3 separate regions of the Sus scrofa genome follow, and all the other regions are linked to region 1. Evidence: chromatin contacts called from public HiChIP or PLAC-seq data. All regions are on one chromosome and are shown on one strand. Each heading gives the region's core, a stretch centred on a gene start, on an enhancer-like site or on the middle of the called end of the contact. The rest is flanking DNA. Distances are from core to core; before and after follow the strand shown. Region 1 holds the start of LOC100516606 (cytochrome c oxidase subunit 7A-related protein, mitochondrial). Region 2 holds the start of HAAO (3-hydroxyanthranilate 3,4-dioxygenase). Region 3 holds the start of PKDCC (extracellular tyrosine-protein kinase PKDCC).

Region 1 (3,046 bases), core at 307-2,806:
AGCCACAACAACCCATATCTGAGCCCCATCTGCACAAACACCACAGCTCACAGCTCACGGCAACGCAGGATCCCTAACCCACTGAGCAAGACCAGGGATGGAACCCGAGTCCTCATGCATACTAGCAGGTTCCTTACCACTGAGCCACGATGGGAACTCCTCCCTATCCTAGTTTTAACAACAAATCCAATCTTAGATTGAAATCATTCTTTTTCTTTTATGGGGGGGCAGCTGCTGCATATGGAAGTTCCCGAGCCGGGGATCAAATCCGAGCTGCAGCTGTGTCAACGCTGGATCTTAAACCCACTGCAGCACGGCGGGGATTCCAGATTGAAATCATTCTTAATCATCCTCCCCCTTGAGCAAGTTACAGAGTTCCATAGGGAAAAAAAAGGCTGTAACAACAATGAAGCAGGAGCATTCCTTAGGCCTCACCTGGGGCCTTACTATCCCAGTTTTCCAACTGCAAAACTCATCAACTCTTCCCACATTACTCTGAGGATAAGGAATGAATATCATGGTATCTATGACTTAGCTTCCAGAGAATAGCCACCCCTTATCTAGTAACAGCCACCTGACCTAGTCACTTAACACACCTCATTTAATCTAAACTACAGATGACCTAGGGGAAATTGAGTTCACAATAAATTAAATGACTTAGTCAGGGTCATAAAATTAAATCAGCTAAGCCAGGATCTAAGCCCAGATTAAGAGGGTGGGACTTTACAGTCCCTCATCTCTGACCTACACGCCGGAAACTGATACTCCAATTGGCAAAATCTGAGTGAAACTGCAATACTTTTCAGACCACTCGAATAAGAGCAACTGTCAACCATTTTACAGTAGGCGAAAACGTCAGCTCTCTGCACGTAACTGCACAGGCTCACCCAAATATTTGAATTAGCTAAATATCCTAATTTTGATCATAAAACCGCTCCCGTCCCAATGGCTTCCGTCGGTGCCATCATCCCAGCTCTCAAATCTGGTGTTTGAATGAGGCTGTCTTTTGGGCCGTGGCAGTAGTATGACAATGAGGCACTGAGGAGACTGGAAGTTGGACCTCCCTAAAAAGGATGGGGCCAAACTTCGGACTAGGACGGGTCATATTCTGTGCCCCGCAGACCCCATGAGACACCCCACGATCCACAACCAACAACCCGGGGGTCACCTTGACCCCTACTAAGTACCAGGCCCAGCTTCACACCCGGCCAGCGTAGCCGGGGGAGCACCTGCGGAACTCGGCACCTCCACGGCCGCGGCAAGGGGGTGAGAAGAGGCGCGGGGCGAACTAAACGAACAGCAGGCAGAAGCCTCGCCTGGCTCCAGAGCCAAGACTACCAGGAGCAGAAACTCGGGCCGTCCCTTCTCCCCTTCTCGCCACCCGTACCTGAGGGCTATACGCGTCGGAAGCCCATGCTCCCGTCAACTTCTGCGTAAAGCCACTAAACTTGTAATACATGATGCCCAGTGTCCGACTTCCCGCAGCCGCTGCCTGCGCGACCGCCCTAGAAAAGGACCCCGCCTTCCCCGCTGTCGCCCCAAGGCTCGACTAAAGGACCCTGCGCCAAGAGCCGGGGTGCCCAGAGATCGCCTAATTTAAAACATGCCCTCTTAAGCCACTTAAGGGAACGAGAAGCCAGGTTCTCAGGGACAGAGAAGGCAAAAGCGACTCTAGAAGAGCGCGGAAAGAAGCCGTTGCGCGGTGTATAGGAAATATGAAAGTTCCTCTTCCGCACCCACGTTCAGATTCAGGCAGTACCAAGACGCCTTAAGAATTGCGCAAGCGCCCCACGGATCAAGCCGTAGGCTTAGGGGCTTGCTGCAGTCGAGGGAGCGGCCTCGGGGCGGGGCCTTGGTGGGCGGGCCCTTGGTGGGCGGGGCCTAGAGCTGGGCTAGGTTGGGTGAATACTCTTACTTCCTGCGGGGAGGGAGCCTGTGCTCAGTTTGAGGGTTTCTCCTCCTTTACCAACTTAACTGTTCCCCTTCCTAGGTCGCCTCTTGAAGCGGGTTGGCTAGGCCTCTCTGGCAATCTAGGAATGGGGGGAGCAAATAAAATAAAAATAAAATTTGGAAACACTTGCTGCAAGCTGTTTAGTTCTAAGGGCTGTTAGGGGTTTCACCCCAATAATATATAAAGATAGCCTCCTAGGCTTTGTGTAGAGGAAATACATCGTGACCTATGAACCTGAGGCACAGGGACATAAATTTTGCACAGTTCTCAAAACTGATTTTTAGTCTTATCTAAGTTTTTTGGGAATCATAAAAATCATCCTTTTCCTGGCTTCTGCCCTTCCAGATAAATGAGGTGGGGAGTGTAGGGAAGGTGGATTAGCTGGAAAAACCTGAACCTTGAGCCTGAAAGATCAGGACTACCAGTTTCAGTTTTGGTAATATCCACTTAAGTTTTATTTAAAACTGTTTTTAGACCCTCCAGTCTGTACAAGGCACTGTGTAAAAGGTGTATGTATACTAGTTTCCTCCCTCCAGGAATGGAGCAAAGCTTTTCTTGAATTTATCATCTAACCAGAGGTCTTCACAAGCATATTACAGGTGCATGCATAGTGCATTTATGAAAGCATGTGGCAAACCGATGGGTGATACTAATCTGTATATAGCATTTTCCACAAATAAACATTCAATCTTTATAACCATCATATGAGATAGGTGCTGTTATCTCCATCTTACTGTACAGGAAAATGAGGCCCAGAAAAGCTAAGTAACTTGAAAAGGTCAGATATTAGTGGCAGAGGCAGTCATCAGGCTCAAGGGTCTGCACTCTTAATTAAGCACTACATAATAGATAAGTAGATATAAATCCACTCTGAGGACGATGAAGACTGAGTATTCCAGAGCAAGGGTATACACCAACATCCCAGCTTTGACAGGTATAAGCCCAAGAGCCCTAAGGGTTCAGCACTGAGAAGACTCTGAAAAGATTTTATATTTGATCATTTTATTCATATGATCAACCAATCCAAAGTCACTACTTTTACAAAGCAGCATTGCAACATAATAGAAAGAATGTGTGATTTGGTTTTGAGTTGCA
Region 2 (3,046 bases), core at 154-2,653, 370 kb after region 1:
TGGTGCCTGGCCGTGGAGCAGGTGCTCAGTGAGCATCTGCTGAATGAGAAAAGGGAGGGCCTGCATTTTGTGGGTACTAATATTGGGGCAGCGCTGGAGGGCTGGACGGGGGGCCTGGAGGCAGGGCAGCCTGGAAGTGCCCACGGGGGATGGGGTGGAACCAGAGCCGTGGCCCTCGGGGCTGGAGAGGAGCAGTCGGATGTGAGACATAATCAGGGGGAAGGAGTGGAAGGCTGAGGGTGAGACTGTGGACGAGGATGAAGTGGAGGAAAGGGTGGGGGCGACAAGAACAGTAGAAGAGACCAAGTTTGGGGGGGGGACGCTGACCACTAGCCATGGCGGTATTGCGCAGTGACAAGAGTGTGGACTTTGGAGTCAAATTGCTGCATGAGCTTGGGTCTGGACCCTGGGACCCTGTCCTGCACTAGCTCTATGGCTGTGGGCAAGTTACGTGTTAAAACCCCACCTCAGGGGCGACTGTGAGAATTATTTGAGATGATGTGAAAACACTTGGCAGTCCCAGGCTTGACAAGGTGTTAGTGACTGGAGCCCTGTGGTGGGAGCCTTGTTGGGGAGGTTCTGCGGGGCACGGCAAACACAAGCCTGTGAACCCAGGGCTGGGGAGCCCATGAGGCCAGGCCACCCGGTGGGTGAAGGGGCCACCAGGGAGGGACTGAGAGGTGGGCTGGAGGAAGAGGGAGGCTGGAGCATGGTCAGCTCTGCCGGGAGCTGTGGGCAGAGGCGCTAGGGGGGCGGGGAGGGAGTATGTGCGCGCCCTCGGAAAAGGGAGCCTGGGAAAAGAATCAAATCAAGACCCTCCTATGGGAGCTGATCTCCGACGTCTCCCTCGGCCTGCAGCTTCCTGGACAGAGTCGGGATGCGGGATTGGGGTTCCACAGCCATTCTGCGGTATCAATCCTGCCCTCCCCCCAATTTCTGAGAGTCAGTGGGGGTTGAAGAGCTGTTTCTCAGCCCGGGGCGGGGTGGGGGGTAGGGTGGGGCGCAGGGCTGCGACCTGCCATCTGCATCTCTCCTGGTCTCAGTCACCAAGCCATCCTCAGACGTCAAGGCCGCAATCTCCAAGCAGTCACCAGAAAGAGGAACAGACGACGGCGGTGAAACCCGGAACAGCCCGCCCTCACCCTCCCCTGAACACCACGAGGATGCATCCTCCCCTTCTGCAAGCGTCTGGGTCAAGGAAGTCCGGGCTGGAGTAGAGGGTTGCAGATGGAGGAAGTGAGGACAGAGGGCAGGAGGATGGGAGCGTGGATGGGACTCACAGGAGCTTGTTGCAGACCGGGGGCAGGAAGGAGGCCCGGTTCTCCTCCACCCAAGCCTTCACTCTCACCGGGCGCTCCATGGCTACCCGGGAGCCCGGCTCTGGAGCTGTGTCCTCCGCGCAGTTGGAGGGGCGCGGCTCCGCGCAGCCGCCTATTGGCAGCTTGGTTAATTAGTGTCCCGGGGGTTAAAGGGCGGGGCAACGCCCCCGGACCCGCTGTGGCCTCTCTCGGACTTCGGTCTAGAGCCCTCTGCCCTCCGGCCCGCCCAGTCTGCCCCTGCCAGGCCCCATGGCCCATGCGCCCTGCTTCCCTGCCGCACGGACCCGGCGCCCTGCCCTCCCGCGCGGGAGTTGAGCGCCAGATCCAGGCGTAAGACACAGGATTCAGAACCTTCCTGGTCCCTTGTCTCCAGACTTTCCGCCTGGCCCCAGAAAGATCCCAAAGAAAACCTGTAAGAGGGAGAAGGTGGGTTTGGAAACGCAAGTGCCAAAGTACAGGGGGAGGTCGCTGGGTTGAGGCCTCAGTTTTCTCATCTGAAAACTGGGAGCGTCTACACAGCCATCTCAGGGTTGCATAGCGGCCACCATAGGCCCCGATTGATGTTAGTTCCCTGTCCTCTCACGAGGATCTGTCAGAGCCCGAAGATTTGTTAGGTGCCGCTCGCTCTGCTCTGCCTGTGACTAGTTTGGGAGAAGACGCAAGGAGCAGCGGTGGGAGCAAAGCTCGGAGCCCGGGGGGATGCACAGCAGGGACCGGCCGGTCGGGGCTGGAGGGCGCGGTCCCCACACCCATGCTCGCAAGTGGCAGGTGGAGCACCGACGAGGTGCCCGGCACTGTACTGATCTCCTTCCATGTCTTGGGGACAGACTCAAAGCACATGACAATTTATGATGAGTTTTACAGAGGAAGAACCGAACACTAGGACCTCAGGAGTCTGGAGTTCAGGGTGGGAGGGCAAACAAACCTGAGCTATGATTCCAACCCAGGGTGAAAGGCCCTAATGGGGGAAAGGACCACAGACCCCTATGTTCTTCTTCCCCTACTTTCTTCTTTCTTCCTGACTCACAATTCCTAGGAAAACTGTGTGTGTGTGTGTGTGTGTGTGTGTGTGTGTGTGTGAACAGGGTGGAGTGTGGAAGTAGTAGGGGAGAGGCAGGGGAGAAGGAGCAGAGCTCAGGCTCTGGCACCAGAATCCAGACGGCAGAGTTTGAGAAATTGGGGTGTTCCCTGTCATGGCTCAGCAGAAATGAATCTGACTAACAACCATGAGGACACAAGTTCCATCCTTGGCCTCCCTCTGTGGGTGAAGGATGCAGCATTGCCATGAGCTGTGGTGTAGGTCGCAGCCGAGGTTCAGATCTGGTGCTGCTGTGGCTGTGGCTGTGGCTGTGGTGCAGGCTGGTGCTACAGCTCTGATTAGACCCCTAGCCTGGGAATCTCTATATGCTGGAGGACAGCCCTAAAAAGACCAAAAAAAATGGAAATTCCTCCGATCCTCGTTCTCATCTCATCTTGCCCCTCCCTGATGCGTGGGGTGGGTGGGTGTCTCAGCACCCTCAGATACAGGGGCAAATCGACACCTCCCTCTGTTGCTGGGCCTGCTCTGTTTCCTCTCCACATGCACTTCCCTTTTTCCCCTCCTTTCTCCCTCTTTTTTTTCCTTTTTTTTTTTTTTTGGAATAGCTATTTTCCCAATGCAACTTTTTTTTCCTGCTGTACAGCATGGTGACCCCTGTTACACATACATGTACATATTCTATTTTCTC
Region 3 (3,046 bases), core at 396-2,895, 320 kb before region 1:
AGCCAGTAGCTCTGTTTACAAATCCAGGTTGGTTTTCCCAGCACAGTTAATTAGACCAAAGACATCTGGTGTGAGGACTGGGGAGGGCATCTGCTCAGAGCCTTCCCCCCACACCCAGCAGCCAAGGGCCAGAGCAGGGCAGAGCAGCTAAACAGGACCAGACCAGAAGCCACCAAACCCGAGGTCCTCGGGAGAACTATGCCTTTTCTCACTCTGCCCTTTCCATGCTAAGTTAGACTGGACCCCACTCTCTTAGGGGAAGCCTAGGAGTCAGGGCTGGATTGCCCCTACATCAGTGGGATCACAGGCTGGAGATCAAGGACCTTCCAGGTCCAAAAGAACTGGACAAGCTTCCTGTTTCCTCTTCATCACAGAGACTCTGCATTCTGTTGTAAGGCCTGACCTCTTCAGCTTCCTGGAAAAAAGATTTTTTTTTTTTTTTTTTTTTTTTTGGTTCTCCACCTCTTCCCTGACTCCTCTCCAAACAATCTCTGACACTGAGGGGAGGGAAGGAAGGTGGGTAGGTGGACAGTTCTAAGGCGGTGGGGAAGTGAAGTGGAGGGCTGGGAGGGGGAGGGGCAGCGGCTTATCTCTCCCAGGAGGGGGGAGCTCACTCCAAACAACTAATGCACTGGCGTGTGAAAGCTCCTCAATTAGCACTAATGATGCAATCAGGGAGGGAGGAGGAGGGACCAGAAGTTCTGGTAGAGTCAGCACCTACTTACACTCACGATACACACTCCCTTCCTCGAACACAGGGGCCCTTTCAGACACACTAATGCACACACTCCGCAGACAATCTGAACCACGCATGTCCGTGGGCACAAATGCACTCTTTGCCCAAACTACTAGCACGCATATGGTTCGTGATCCGCTGCTGACCCCGTCTAACTGCAGGGTCCCAGAGGAGGGATTCGATTTGGGGCTTCAGGGACAAGGAAAATCAGAAATCAGAAAACAAAACAAAAAACTGGTAGAGGAGGTTAAAGAGGCCATCTCCGAAAACTTCATGATTTTTCCTCTGATCCCGGAGTTCCTGTCCCACGCGCGCTCGCAGGTGCCAGCCCCTCAGCTCCAGCCTTCCCCTTCCTCCGCGCCAGAATCCAAGACTGGGCGAGGAGCTGCCACCCGCAGCTCCACCCCTGCGCCGTCCGCCCCAAGGCCCTGGGTCGCCGAGAGGGCGCATTGGGATCACGCGGATCTCCAGCACCCGGACCCAGCGGCTTGTCCCCACCGGAATCCGTTACCCGCCGGCCTCGCCCCTTCGTCTTCTCCCCCACCCTGCCCAGCCGGCTCCGTTAGCCGCTTCCCGGTCCCGTTATTCGGCCACCCCAGCCCCGTTATCCACCCGAGCCCCCGCACGTCCCGGGGCCGCCGCCGCCCCCTCCCTTTCTCCCCGGCCGGAGCTCGGGGGCCGCGGGCTGGGCAGGGCGGGAGCCGCCTCCGCGCCGCTTCCCAGGCCGGGACGGCCGCGGGAGGAGGTCCCGCTGTCAGTCAGCGGGGAAGGCCGGGCCGGGCGGCCGGAGGGGGCGGCGCCGAGGACGGGCTCGGGCCGGGAGCTGGGAGGCGGAGGCGGAGGGGGGGCGGGGGCGGGGGCGGCTCCGGGCCTTATAAGCGGCGGGGGCAGGGCGGGAGGGAGGCAAGTGTCAGGCCGATGTGCCGCCCGCGAGGGGCCGGGGCCGGGGTCGGGGCAGCCGGGGCCATGCGCGCAGGCTGCGCAGGGAGCCGGCGGGGCGCTGAACGGAGCCGCCTCGGAGCCTGAGCCGCCCCGGGCCGGGGCCGGGGCCGGGGAGCCGCGCGGGGCCGGCCGGCCAGGGGGGAGGGGAGCGATGCGGCGCCGGCGGGCGGCGGTGGCCGCGGGTTTCTGCGCCTCCTTCCTGCTGGGCTCGGTCCTCAACGTGCTCTTCGCACCGGGCTCGGAGCCTCCGCGGCCAGGCCAGTCCCCCGGGCCCTCGCCAGCCCCGGGCCCGGGCCGTCGCGGGGGCCGCGGAGAGCTGGCCCGGCAGATCCGAGCGCGCTACGAGGAGGTGCAGCGCTATTCCCGCGGGGGCCCGGGGCCCGGGGCCGGCCGGCCAGAGCGGCGGCGCCTGATGGACCTGGCTCCGGGCGGCCCGGGCCTGCAGCGTCCCCGGCCCCCGCGGGCCCGGCCCCTGCCCGACGGCGCCCCGGGCTGGCCCCCAGCTCCCGTTCCGGGTTCCCCCGGCCCGGGCCCGCGACTGGGCTGCGCCGCGCTCCGCAACGTGTCCGGCGCACAGTACGTGGGCTCCGGCTACACCAAGGCCGTGTACCGGGTCCGCCTGCCCGGCGGCGCCGCGGTGGCGCTCAAGGCGGTGGACTTCAGCGGCCACGATCTGGGCAGCTGCGTGCGCGAGTTCGGGGCGCGAAGGGGCTGCTATCGGCTGGCGGCCCACAAGCTTCTCAAGGAGATGGTGCTGCTGGAGCGGCTGCGGCACCCCAACGTGCTGCAGGTACGAGGGTGGGGGTGCGGGGCTGAGGGTGCTGGCTGGACCTGCCCAGGCCCGGTCACTCTGGCTGGAAGAGAACCCTTGGTCTTAGCAGATAAAGAAGCGGAGCCCCAATGATTGTGCCCAGGTTAAACTAGGGGCAGGACCCGGACCATGGCAGCTTCTCGGTACCCTGACTCTCACTCCTGGCTCAGTGTCCTTTTACAAAGGGTCTCCCGTATTTCTCAGCTTCCATACCGTATCTCTTGAAGACAGGCCAGTACAGAGGGTCCCCAAACTCGAGGGTGGAGGTCCATTAGGACTTAGGACCCTGCTTCTGTCTGAAGCTAGGGTGTTGAGCACCAGAGAAATGACCCCAAATCAAGACATAAACAGAGGTCATCCCTGAGCAGGGATCCCAACTGAAGTGATAGGGTCCCCTTTCTTGTTGGACTCTGAACCCCACTTCTCTCAACTTCCAAACAGTGACTTATCTAGCTTTGAAGTTGGGGTACGACAGCAGTGGATTTGGGAAGAGCTAGAAAAAGACCAGGCTTGATTCCAAGAGAACACCCTCTACCCACCCAGGAGCCACTGGAAGG

What was found. HiChIP or PLAC-seq counts read pairs in DNA pulled down with a chosen protein or histone mark.
Region 2: a contact with region 1 is called in an H3K27ac HiChIP or PLAC-seq map of alveolar macrophages. The contact joins the promoter of HAAO here to the promoter of LOC100516606 in region 1. A contact is called at or near these places in 1 of 5 promoter capture datasets (liver), 1 of 47 Hi-C or Micro-C datasets (liver) and 1 of 2 datasets of contacts at active chromatin or transcription factors (alveolar macrophages).
Region 3: an H3K27ac HiChIP or PLAC-seq map of alveolar macrophages shows a contact between it and region 1. The contact joins the promoter of PKDCC here to the promoter of LOC100516606 in region 1. A contact is called at or near these places in 2 of 47 Hi-C or Micro-C datasets (liver and skeletal muscle) and 1 of 2 datasets of contacts at active chromatin or transcription factors (alveolar macrophages).

What each region holds. Positions count from the first base shown.
Region 1 is chr3:97,949,625-97,952,670 of Sscrofa11.1, reverse strand. It overlaps LOC100516606 (cytochrome c oxidase subunit 7A-related protein, mitochondrial), which reads right to left and starts at 1,556. Exons shown (of 4, transcript XM_021087580.1): 1 at 1,388-1,556. The coding sequence starts at 1,459.
Region 2 is chr3:97,579,210-97,582,255 of Sscrofa11.1, reverse strand. It overlaps HAAO (3-hydroxyanthranilate 3,4-dioxygenase), which reads right to left and starts at 1,403. Exons shown (of 10, transcript NM_001244941.1): 1 at 1,281-1,403. The coding sequence starts at 1,360.
Region 3 is chr3:98,267,138-98,270,183 of Sscrofa11.1, reverse strand. It overlaps PKDCC (extracellular tyrosine-protein kinase PKDCC), which reads left to right and starts at 1,645. Exons shown (of 7, transcript XM_021087583.1): 1 at 1,645-2,468. The coding sequence starts at 1,830.